2 separate regions of the Sus scrofa genome follow, and region 2 is linked to region 1. The links are chromatin contacts, called in public HiChIP or PLAC-seq maps. All regions are on one chromosome and are shown on one strand. Each heading gives the region's core, a stretch centred on a gene start, on an enhancer-like site or on the middle of the called end of the contact. The rest is flanking DNA. Distances are from core to core; before and after follow the strand shown.

Region 1 (4,766 bases), core at 1,929-4,428:
GGGAGGCAGTCTACACCTGCCGAGTGCCCACAGATTCATCCCCAGTGCCCAGCTCTGCCGAGCTCACTGGTGGCTTCCCGACACCCACGCCAGCAGCCTGGACCGTCAGCAGCAGGTGACCCTCCCTGGGTCCCAGTGCCTGCTCCCCTCCCCTGGCCTTCAGGACTCACCTTCCTTCCCCAATCTCTTTGGCTGATCCTTGCCAACCTCTCTGGTTGGTTCCTCTTTCTCTGGTCACCCTGATACTTATCAGAGCTCTGTCCTTGACCTTCTTATCATGCCTTAACACATTCTTCCTGCAGGATCCAACTCCTCTCAAGGCCTCCATCACTCTGGTGACACCCAGATCTACAGTTCCCCACACAGTTCAGAGGACTGATGTGTAACTTGTGTGGAGGACTATGACACGCTGGGCACTGCTTAAGCACTTTCCAGACATCTCATCTGACCTTTACAACAACCCCGGGAGGGGGTATCCTGAGGATCATCCCATGCTCCTAAGCACAGAGAGACCAAACAACTTGCCCTGAGTTCACACAACCTGAAGCCCGGATTCGAACTCGGACCCGTGCTGTGACCACCACACTACTTCTTTCCTGGCAGACCATCTCCACTCAGAGTTTCTTCACATGCCTCAAGCACAACACGCCCGCGAACGCATCTCATTCTTTTCCCCCCAGACTCTTCCCCTTGTGTTTTCAGAGGAGGCTCCTCTGAAACTGGGGAGGGAGGAGCTCATTAAGGAAAAGAAAAGCAGAAGAAAATCGTGGACTACAAAATCAGATTCAGGGTCTTGAAGCTTCAGCCTGGACTCTTTCCAACACACTTCCTGTGCAGCAGCAGGGTGACGAGCAGAAACACAACGCTCATCAACGCTTCCACGGCACCCCCTCCCCCCACCGTCCTCTGGCTCAGGTCTAAATTCCTTAGCCTTGCATTTCCCAACTCTGGTCGACCTTGCCAGGGTTACTTCTCACTTCTCACTGTGCTCTCCTTTTGTGACTTTTTGATGAGCAATTCTTGAGTGGTAAGGATTCTAGACTCACTTCTGAAAGGATTCTAGACTCAATTCTGACATGTGTGTATTGGGGGGGTGGGGGGAGGGATTTTTCCCACACCACCAAGCAATGCTCAGGGCACCATCAGGGTGTCCTAAAACTCACATTCTGAAGGTAGCATCAGCTCTCTTAGGTTAAGGGCTCAGTCTCACAAGACTGCCCACCCCCACCCGCCAACTTCAGAGGCCAGTCTCAAGTCCAGGTTGTCATCTGTGCTTCTAACTGGCCGGCTCTGGATCAGAGGTTTCAACCACCTCCTCCTTGGGTTCTGTTAATTTTAGAGTGGCTCACAGAAACATTTTAGCTACTAGATCATCGGCTTATTATAAAAGGATATAACTCAGGAACAGCCAGATGGAAGAAACAAATAAGCAAGAGCGGTGAGTGAGAAGTACTATAAAGTAAATCAACCGGAAGTGATATCACCAAGGGTGCTACTTTAGAGGGATCGGTCAAGTCACCTTACAAGAAGGTGGCACTTGTGTGAAACCCAAATGGTAAGAAAGAGGAGCAGAAGTCCTGATGTGAACAAGCTTTGTGTGTTTGAGGAACAGCAAAGTGTAGAAGGAGTCACATAAGCAGGGAGGCAGGGGGAAGGAGGTGGGGTTGGAAAGATTTTTAGGGACAAGATCATGCAGCGTCTTGCAGCCTTCCAAAGGAGTCGCAATGTCACCGGAAGTGAGTGAGAGGCATGAGGAACTGCTGAGTAGGTGAAGGCACGACTGAATACATAAACACGATGCCTGTGCATCGTTTCAAGCTGAGTTTGTGGCGTGTCTCTGTATCGAGCCCTCAGTGCCGCATTTACCTGGTCCCGCTTCTAACCACCTGGATGGTGTCATGTAAGACAGCCTTTGTCCTGAGCTCCGGGCACGTTGCATTGGACAAGCTGATGACCGCCTTGGTCCCAGGTCCCATCTCCAAATCCAGGCAGAAGGACAGTGAGCAGCCCTGCCTAAAAATAGCCCAAGGCTAGCCCTCACCTCCTGGTCCAGGGCTGGTTCCCTTGCAATACTCAGAGCTCCTGGGTGAAGAGTGAGGACATAGAGGATGGTCAGAGAGGAGAGCCAGACAGTTCGAGAATCGGGAAAACACACTTTGGCAACGGAGCAGATTTGGGATCCTTTCTCAAGCACACATATCTCTACGTGAATGACCTTGGACAAGCCTCTTCACCACTCCGCCTCGATTTCTCACATGACTTTCAGACACAAGTACCATGTCATTGGTTTGGAGGGAAAGAGTAGATAAGATAGGTTGGTAAGATAACAGGTTTCAACATTACTTGCTGTTTCTTTAAACAAACAGTGATGTCACTGCCTAAAAGTTAAATGATGCTATTAGAAGGCACCTTTGTTCTTTGCGCCTGTGCTACCAAAGTGAGAAAACGGCAAAAATCATGTGATGAGTCTCAGTTCCCCATTTTGTTTATATCCAAGTTGATATTTCCCTTTTGCCACAACAGCAAAAGAAAAAAAAACCAAAAAAAAACAAAAAACAGAAACTGAAATCGCTTCACTTCTCTTTCCTTCAAGATCCAGCATGGCAACCTGGATCGTCCCACCGGGGGGCAGAGCCACAACTCAAAACAAGTGGCAGAGCCTGCAGGAGGCACCGTGGCTCTCCCCAAGGCTTAGAGAAGGAGGATGGAACTGGGAGCCCAGGGGCAGCCTCTGAGGGCCTTCTTGAACGTGGGGCCTATAGGGTACCCTCCCCATCCCCACGTGGTGCAGGAGCAGATCATTCAGCTTTCTAACTAATTATCGTGAGAGCAGTAAGTCATTGTCACTGAATTAGTTTTTGTTCTCCTTTAGTTATTTCTGTCTCGCCCTTTGAAACAATGTCCAAATAGACTTTGGGCCACATGGGATCATCTAGCAAGGGGGTTCGATGGCTTGGGAGCTGGTTTTCTGAAAGGTCTGGTCCGAAGAAAGCTCGGCAAGTTGTCCTGTTTTACCAGGAGGCGAACAGCGGAACACACACACACACACACACACACACACACACACACACACCCAGAACACACACACACACACACACACACACACACACACCTTCCCTCCCCCCAACCCCAGGAAGTAGGTTTCTCAACCAGCAGGGCTGGGTATGAGTCACAGGCAATTCCGTTTTCTTCGGGGACATAAGACCTCCCTCTCACTCCTGGGGGCCGCGAGGGGTTGCTGAGAAGGAGACATGGTCCTGACCTTGCGGGAAATTCCCACGTCTGCGCTGGGGCTTGGGAACAGCTCCGCCGTCTTGAGGGTCAAGGCTGCCCTTGTTCCTGGCAAAGGCCTGTGTTTCTGGTCAAGAGCTGATGCCTGCGGGGCTCGGTGCCACGTGGTGCTGTGTGGACGGTGGAAGAGGGAAGTTTGGGGAAGCAGGGCCGAGATGAATGGTGTGGGTTCCTCAGAGGAGTGTGCCCAAGGTCACAGAGTGATGGAGAGGGGAGAGTGTGTGTGTGTGTGTGAGCGCGTGTGCGCGGGCTTATGTGCAGAGGGGAAAACTGAGAAGGGAAACTGTGCTCTTTAATATCTGGCACCACAGCTGGTTATGGGCACTTTCAAACTTTCCTCCAGGCGCTGCTGCCTTTGGGGAGGGAATAAAGAAGAAGTTCAGGGCATGTTCTCATCACCGCCATCCTCCTGCAACCCTTTCTTCCATCTTGGTTGGTCCATCAGGAAGGGTGGTCAGATCTGCTGCTCACCTGATGCTCTCCTTGTGCTCAGATCAGCTCAGACTGAGCAAAGAGATGGAGGAGTGGTCTCCCCATGAAACATCATGGTGCCAGGAGAGGTCGGGCCCTGCTGGGACTAGACCCTCCCCAGACCCATGAGAGTTGCCCCCATGGCTCCTTGGGGATGGGGAAGAGGAGTCTTCGGGAAGACTCAGATCAGGCATCTGGTTTCCTTGCCTTTCTCAGGTGGAAATGATGCTGCCTGGTCCCTGGGAGCCACCTGGAGGCTGCCTACCATCCTTGAAAGGGGCAGAGAGGAGAGAGACAAGCCCAGCAAAGCTGGTGGCCTTTGACTGCAAGCACTGTCCTGGGGGCCCAGCCCTGCCTGCTGCCCTTTCCTCCCAGGTCATATGAAGGCTGCTGTGACCATCTGGTGATCAGAGGGGCCTGCCCAACATCCCTCAGGGCCCAGTGCCTGTCTCAGGGCTTAGAGGGCTTCGGTCAGCCACAGATGCCCAGTGTGGGCAAGTGGGCGGGTGTCAGTCCATCAACGCAAAACGGCACTGCCCAGCCCAAACCACAGGAAGAAGAGATATTCAGACAGTCATTCAGTAAACAGAAGACACTTCACTGAACCCAGAGGAGGTAAACGCCCACGTCTGACTTTTCGGGGGAAGGAGAACATGACAAACACAATCTAAGCAAGGGCTTATGAGAAAAGAAAAGGTTTTACTGCGTGGGTTCTGGCATGGGTACCCGTCGGGTCATTCTGAGTTCAGAGTCCTGACCACTGACTTTTCCAAGTTCAGTGCCAAGGCTGTGCTGTCTCAGAAAGATCCCTCCACTCCCAAGGCAAGGAGCTAAGGAGGGTTTCCACTCAGATAACCTGAAACTCAAGAAATGAAACTGAATGAGCTCCTGGGCCCCTGGATTAAGTGCAGTTTTCGTGTGCTTACCCTGGCAGAGGGCAGAGCCACCTTGCTCCCTTGTCCCCTCCCCACCTCCCGGTCCACAGCCAGAGGAGATGGGCCCTA
Region 2 (4,895 bases), core at 1,179-3,678, 500 kb before region 1:
AAGTCTAGGGGTATTCTTCCAAGGTCAAGCAATACTTGTCAGTTATTTGAAAGTCAGTTGTGGGTTTTGCAGTGACCGTGTATTGAAGTCTAGGGGTATTCTTCCAAGGTCAAGCAATACTTGTCAATTATTTGAAAGTCAGTTGTGGGTTTTTCTAAGAGTTGAATTATTGCAGCGGTTTGAGGATTCAAACATTGTAATTCCATATTGGGCAATGATATCTTATTGCATCTCCAAATGATAACTTCAGATATACAAGGAGAATGTATCTTTTCCATGTATCATATCTCATGCCTCAATTTGTCATTTTGATTTATTTCTCCTTTCTCCTTCCCTTTCTCCCTCCCCTCCTTCCTTCCTTCCTTCCTCCCTTCCTTCCTCTCTTCCTTCTTCCTTCCTGTCTTACCTCTCTTAGTTTTTGCCTCTTTCCTTCACTGGAACAAAGAGCATTTATACATTTGTTTTTTTCCTTTTGTCTGAAGGCATATCATTTTACAGAGCTCCTAGCACATTATTCGGTATAATTTCAGTGCTATTGGAACTCTAAGTGGTGATTTTGGGCTTTTTAAGGATTGAGATGATCTGTTATTCTTTGCTGTACCCCCAGCATAGCATGTAGAACATTGACACTCAAAAAATGTCTGTTGGATGAAGTGCATTTGGGGAACTAGGAGAAGGCACTTGGTCAGGGATCTCTCTATGGTAACCCAGACATAATATTAGATCTTTTCTCATGAATAGGGAAGGTAGGTCCTGCTCGTTTTAGGATCTTTCACAGTGGTTTGCTCTTCAGTGGAACCTGGAGGACACTGGGAAGCGATGGGGGTATTTCCCCAAACCAGGAGGGCATTTTACTTGGTAATGGATAATAGAAGATTCAATGCTTTGAGATTTCTAGGCCAGCTGGTGGGAAATCATAATATAATTATTGCTTTGGGGGCTTATGGAGTCTGGTATTGTGTTTCTGTTTCCTGTTACAGCTTTGTCTTCTTTCCTCATGTGCACAAGTGCAGCTGATCTAGCTCCTGTTAGCTTTTCCCTTGCCATGTTTTCTTTGCACATACTGCACGTGAGCATTTAGAAGAACTAGAGATTTTCCTGTGTCAATTGGCAAGATAACAGTTAGGTAAAAGAGGAAGAGAAGCTGTTGAGAAGGATTGGCATCTTATCTTTAGTATCATCCATTTCTACCACACAGAAAAAGAAAGTGATGTTCCTGTCCCCTCTTCTTATGTTCTTATATCTCTAGCTCCTGAGTCAAAGCCTCAATGGGTGGTGGTCTCTGGGCACGTACCTGTGCCATAGTTGCAATGGAAGCTGGAAGAGCAGGTTTGAGCTTTGGCCTAGGGAGCAGGCTTCAAAATATAGGAGATTCTTAAATTCTGGGAAGTGTAGCCAAAAGATGCTGGGTGGTCATAAATATGACTAACATCCGCTAGGCTTTTGTGGAATGACTGAGGCCCTGGGAGGTATAGAGCACAGTGAGGGGCCTTCCGAGAAAGCTGCAGTGATTATCTTCCGAGTACTGAGCTTCTTTACAAAACCCCTTGCAGTGCCGTTTATCCTGAAGCTCACACAACCCGTGAGCTGATCCCCCACATTTCTGAGCCTGTGGAGTTACTTGGAGTCTAAGGCAGCCTGTGCTTCTCTGGTCCACGAGATGGACACTGAAGAGCTCCATTCCTGCTGTCCAGGCACATAGAAACGAGACTGCAGAGCCTCTGTAAGGAGGACTGTCTAAATGAGAGGCAATCCAGAGCCCATTCAGTGATAGCATTTGCTCCTGCTTGTCCATGTTCCTTCCAAATCCTAGTGCTGCTGTTGACTGGGGTACAGGGGGCGATGTTCATGCTGTGCGGGGCAGCTGGCTCGGTGGTGTTCAGCGCTCGCACTGGAAACTCCTAGCCCTGTGAGCGCCCGGCCTAGTGAGTCACCCGGCCTCTCTGAGCCTCAACTTCCTCATCCATGAGTGAGGATAAACCTGCTTTTAGTGTTTTGATGAGGAAATGAAATTATATGTATAAAGTCTCCATGTAGTGTCTGATGTTTATTCCATAAGCAAAATAAATGTTAGCTGTTACCATGTTTTCACCTAGAAAACAAAAAGGGTTCTTGTTTCAAAGACGCACATTTAAATCAGGAAGAGAGAATGTTAGTGTCTTGATTCTCAAAATTTGGCTTACCGTTTGTTCATGCTCTTGGAAACAGTCCTTGCTCCTTATTTTTTAGGAGGAGGGGACACTTTATCAGGTGTCTGTGCTTTTCGAGGATAGCACTATAGGGAATTTTTACAGCTCCATGAATTCATCTGGATGTGTTGCTGGCCCACTGTGTGGGCCCTGCTTGTGTCTGCTGCTCCCATGTCCTCTGTGTGTGTGGTCAGTCCCCTTTGGCCCTTTGGCCCAGGCAGCTGTGCGTGCTGTACCCAGCTTTCTAATTCCTACTTGGCTTTCCTGTCTTTGCTTTTGCATCACACCTTCCGCTCTCCTTGCAGACCTGCTTCCTCCTTCTCCTCCACGTGATCCCTCTCCTGGGGCTGCTCTGGCTCTGCCATCACAGTCCTTCACCACACTCACCCCCACCCTTTGCTTATGAGAGGCTGTCAGCTCAGGGGTTAAAGGCGCCATCTCTGGAGCCAGGCTACTTGGCTGCGAAGTCTGCATTTGTATCCTACCACTACCATTACTAAAATTTCTGACTGTGGACAAATTTCTGTAATCTGCCCCAAGCTCAGGTTCCCCATTTGTAAAACAGCCAGATGTGGAAAAACCCTCACCAGGTTTTTTTTTTTTTTTTAAGTTCTTTGCGTATGTTTTTTCTTTTATTTTATCATTTATTTATGTATATTTTTTTTCTACTGTACAGCATGGTGACCACTTACACATACATGCATACATTCTTTTTTCTCACATTATCATCCTCCATCATAAGTGACTAGACAGAGTTCCCAGTGCTATACAGCAGGATCTCATTGCTTATCCATTCCAAAGGCAATAGTTTGCATCTGTTAACCCAAATTTCCCAGTCCATCCCACTCCTTCCCCCTCCCCCTTTTCAACAACAAGTCTGTTCTCCATGTCCATGATTCTTTTTGGAAGGTTCCTTTGTGCCATATATTAGATTCCAGATATAAGTGATATCACATGGTATTTGTCTTTCTCTTTCTGATTTACTTCACTCAGGATGAGAGTCTCTAGTTCCATCCATGTTGCTGCAAATGGCATTATTTTGTTCTTTTTTATTAGGCCACTGGCAAGGGCCTAATCTCTAAAATATACAAACAACTTATACAACTCAACAGCAAAAAAAGCCAACAACCCAACTGAAAAATGGGCAAAGAACCTGAAGAGACATTTCCCCCAGGAAGATACACAGATGGGCAACAAACACTTGAAACAATGCTCAACATCCCTCTTATTAGAGAAATGCAAATCAAAACTACCATGAGATACCACCTCACACCAGTCAGAATGGCCACCATCAATAAGTCCACAAATAACAAATACTGGAGGGGGTGTGGAGAAAAGGGAACCTTCCTGCACTGTTGGTGGGAATGTAAGCTGGTACAACCACCGGGTTTTTGTGCAGACTGAATGAGCTGAGGGACCTCAGGCAGGCGGCACAACGCCTGTCACATGGCAAGTGCCCCCGGTTATTATTACTTGTCGAAGGCATCTCATGCATTATCTCCATCAGCCTCCACAGTGCAGCATCTCATCTCCTGACCCCATCTCCTACTCCTCTCTCACTCTCACCAGCCTTCTTGCTATGGCTCAAGTTCCCCATGCAGCCTTGGCACCCACGCCCAGACACCTGTTTCCTCCCTCCCCCACCACTTCCACAGTTTTGTTCAAACTTCTCCTCCACCCTCCCATGTGCAGAGGCACCCCCTGCCCCTGGCACTTCTGATTGCCTTCCCCCTTCACTCTGCTTTTTGTTTTTTATTCTCCTCCTGGTGGAACTAATCACATATTAACATAGGATACAATAACAAGTTATGGTTTTGTTTTGATCAGTGACTGTCCTCTCCCTGCTAGAATGTCAATTCCACAAAGACAGGCATCTTAGCCTATTCTGTGCTGCACTCTAAGCACTGAGGAAAGTACCCAGCACATAGTAGGCATTCCTTCAATAAGAAATGGGACAGAGGGGGTTCCCTGGTGGTCTAGCAGTTAGGACTTGGTGCTTTCATTGCTTTGGCCCAGGTTCAATCCATGGTCTGGGAACTGAGATCCCACATCAAGCCATTGCATGCCGTGGCCAAAAAAAAGAAAAACAAAAAGAATGGGATTTCTCTTCCCCTTTCCCAGATGATGAGACTAAGGCTCTTAAATTCAAGCTCAAAAGTCACACAGCTAAAAATGAGCAGAGCAAGTCTTTGCATTCTGCCTCATCTGATTAAACAGATTTGAGATGTGAAACTTTTTCCAGACCATGCAAGTGCAAAGTGTGTTGGTCAAGAGGAGGGGCTGTGCTGAGAGAGCAGCTCCAGCTGGAAGGGTCTCTGGCTGGGTTCTGCTGGGACTGCTGAGAGGTGCAAGGCTGGGTGGGTTTAGGTGCTACCATCTAGCCCTAAGCCCAGTAGAACTTCAGTGAAGAGTGGCAACTTGGAGCAGGAGTTGTCAGGAAAGGCATCCTTGCCAGCATGGCAAAGCTGTCCCAGCAGCCATGACTTTGTCCTTGTATCCTCCTAAGAAATGAATAAAGAAAAGCTGACGTGGGGCCAGCGCAGGTGAGTTCACGCCCCTTGGAAGCAAGTCATTGGTCAGGGAAAGAGGAATGCACTCAGCATCTTAAGGAGAGCAGCCGCATCTCCGGGAGTCTCTCTGCTCCCCAACCCTCCCCTGGGACCCAGGAAGGCTGGCCATGGTGTGCACAATGTCATTTGCCTGTAC

The links. HiChIP or PLAC-seq counts read pairs in DNA pulled down with a chosen protein or histone mark.
Region 2: a contact with region 1 is called in an H3K27ac HiChIP or PLAC-seq map of alveolar macrophages. The contact joins two enhancer-like sites.

What each region holds. Positions count from the first base shown.
Region 1 is chr16:53,669,678-53,674,443 of Sscrofa11.1, reverse strand. It overlaps LOC110257299 (a long non-coding RNA gene), which reads right to left. Exons shown (of 2, transcript XR_002339731.1): 2 at 4,446-4,766. It also overlaps a transcript of KCNIP1 not described here. Among named protein-coding and RNA genes, the nearest start is that of LCP2, 25 kb to the left of the region's middle. Within about 2 kb of position 3,178, at least 27 of the 83 cell types and tissues checked have an H3K27ac peak or open chromatin away from gene starts, as enhancers often do. A contact at or near this core is called in alveolar macrophages, where this site is marked.
Region 2 is chr16:54,167,859-54,172,753 of Sscrofa11.1, reverse strand. All of the region lies in intron 22 of DOCK2 (dedicator of cytokinesis protein 2), which reads left to right. Among named protein-coding and RNA genes, the nearest start is that of DOCK2, 78 kb to the left of the region's middle. Within about 2 kb of position 2,428, at least 2 of the 83 cell types and tissues checked have an H3K27ac peak or open chromatin away from gene starts, as enhancers often do. A contact at or near this core is called in alveolar macrophages, where this site is marked.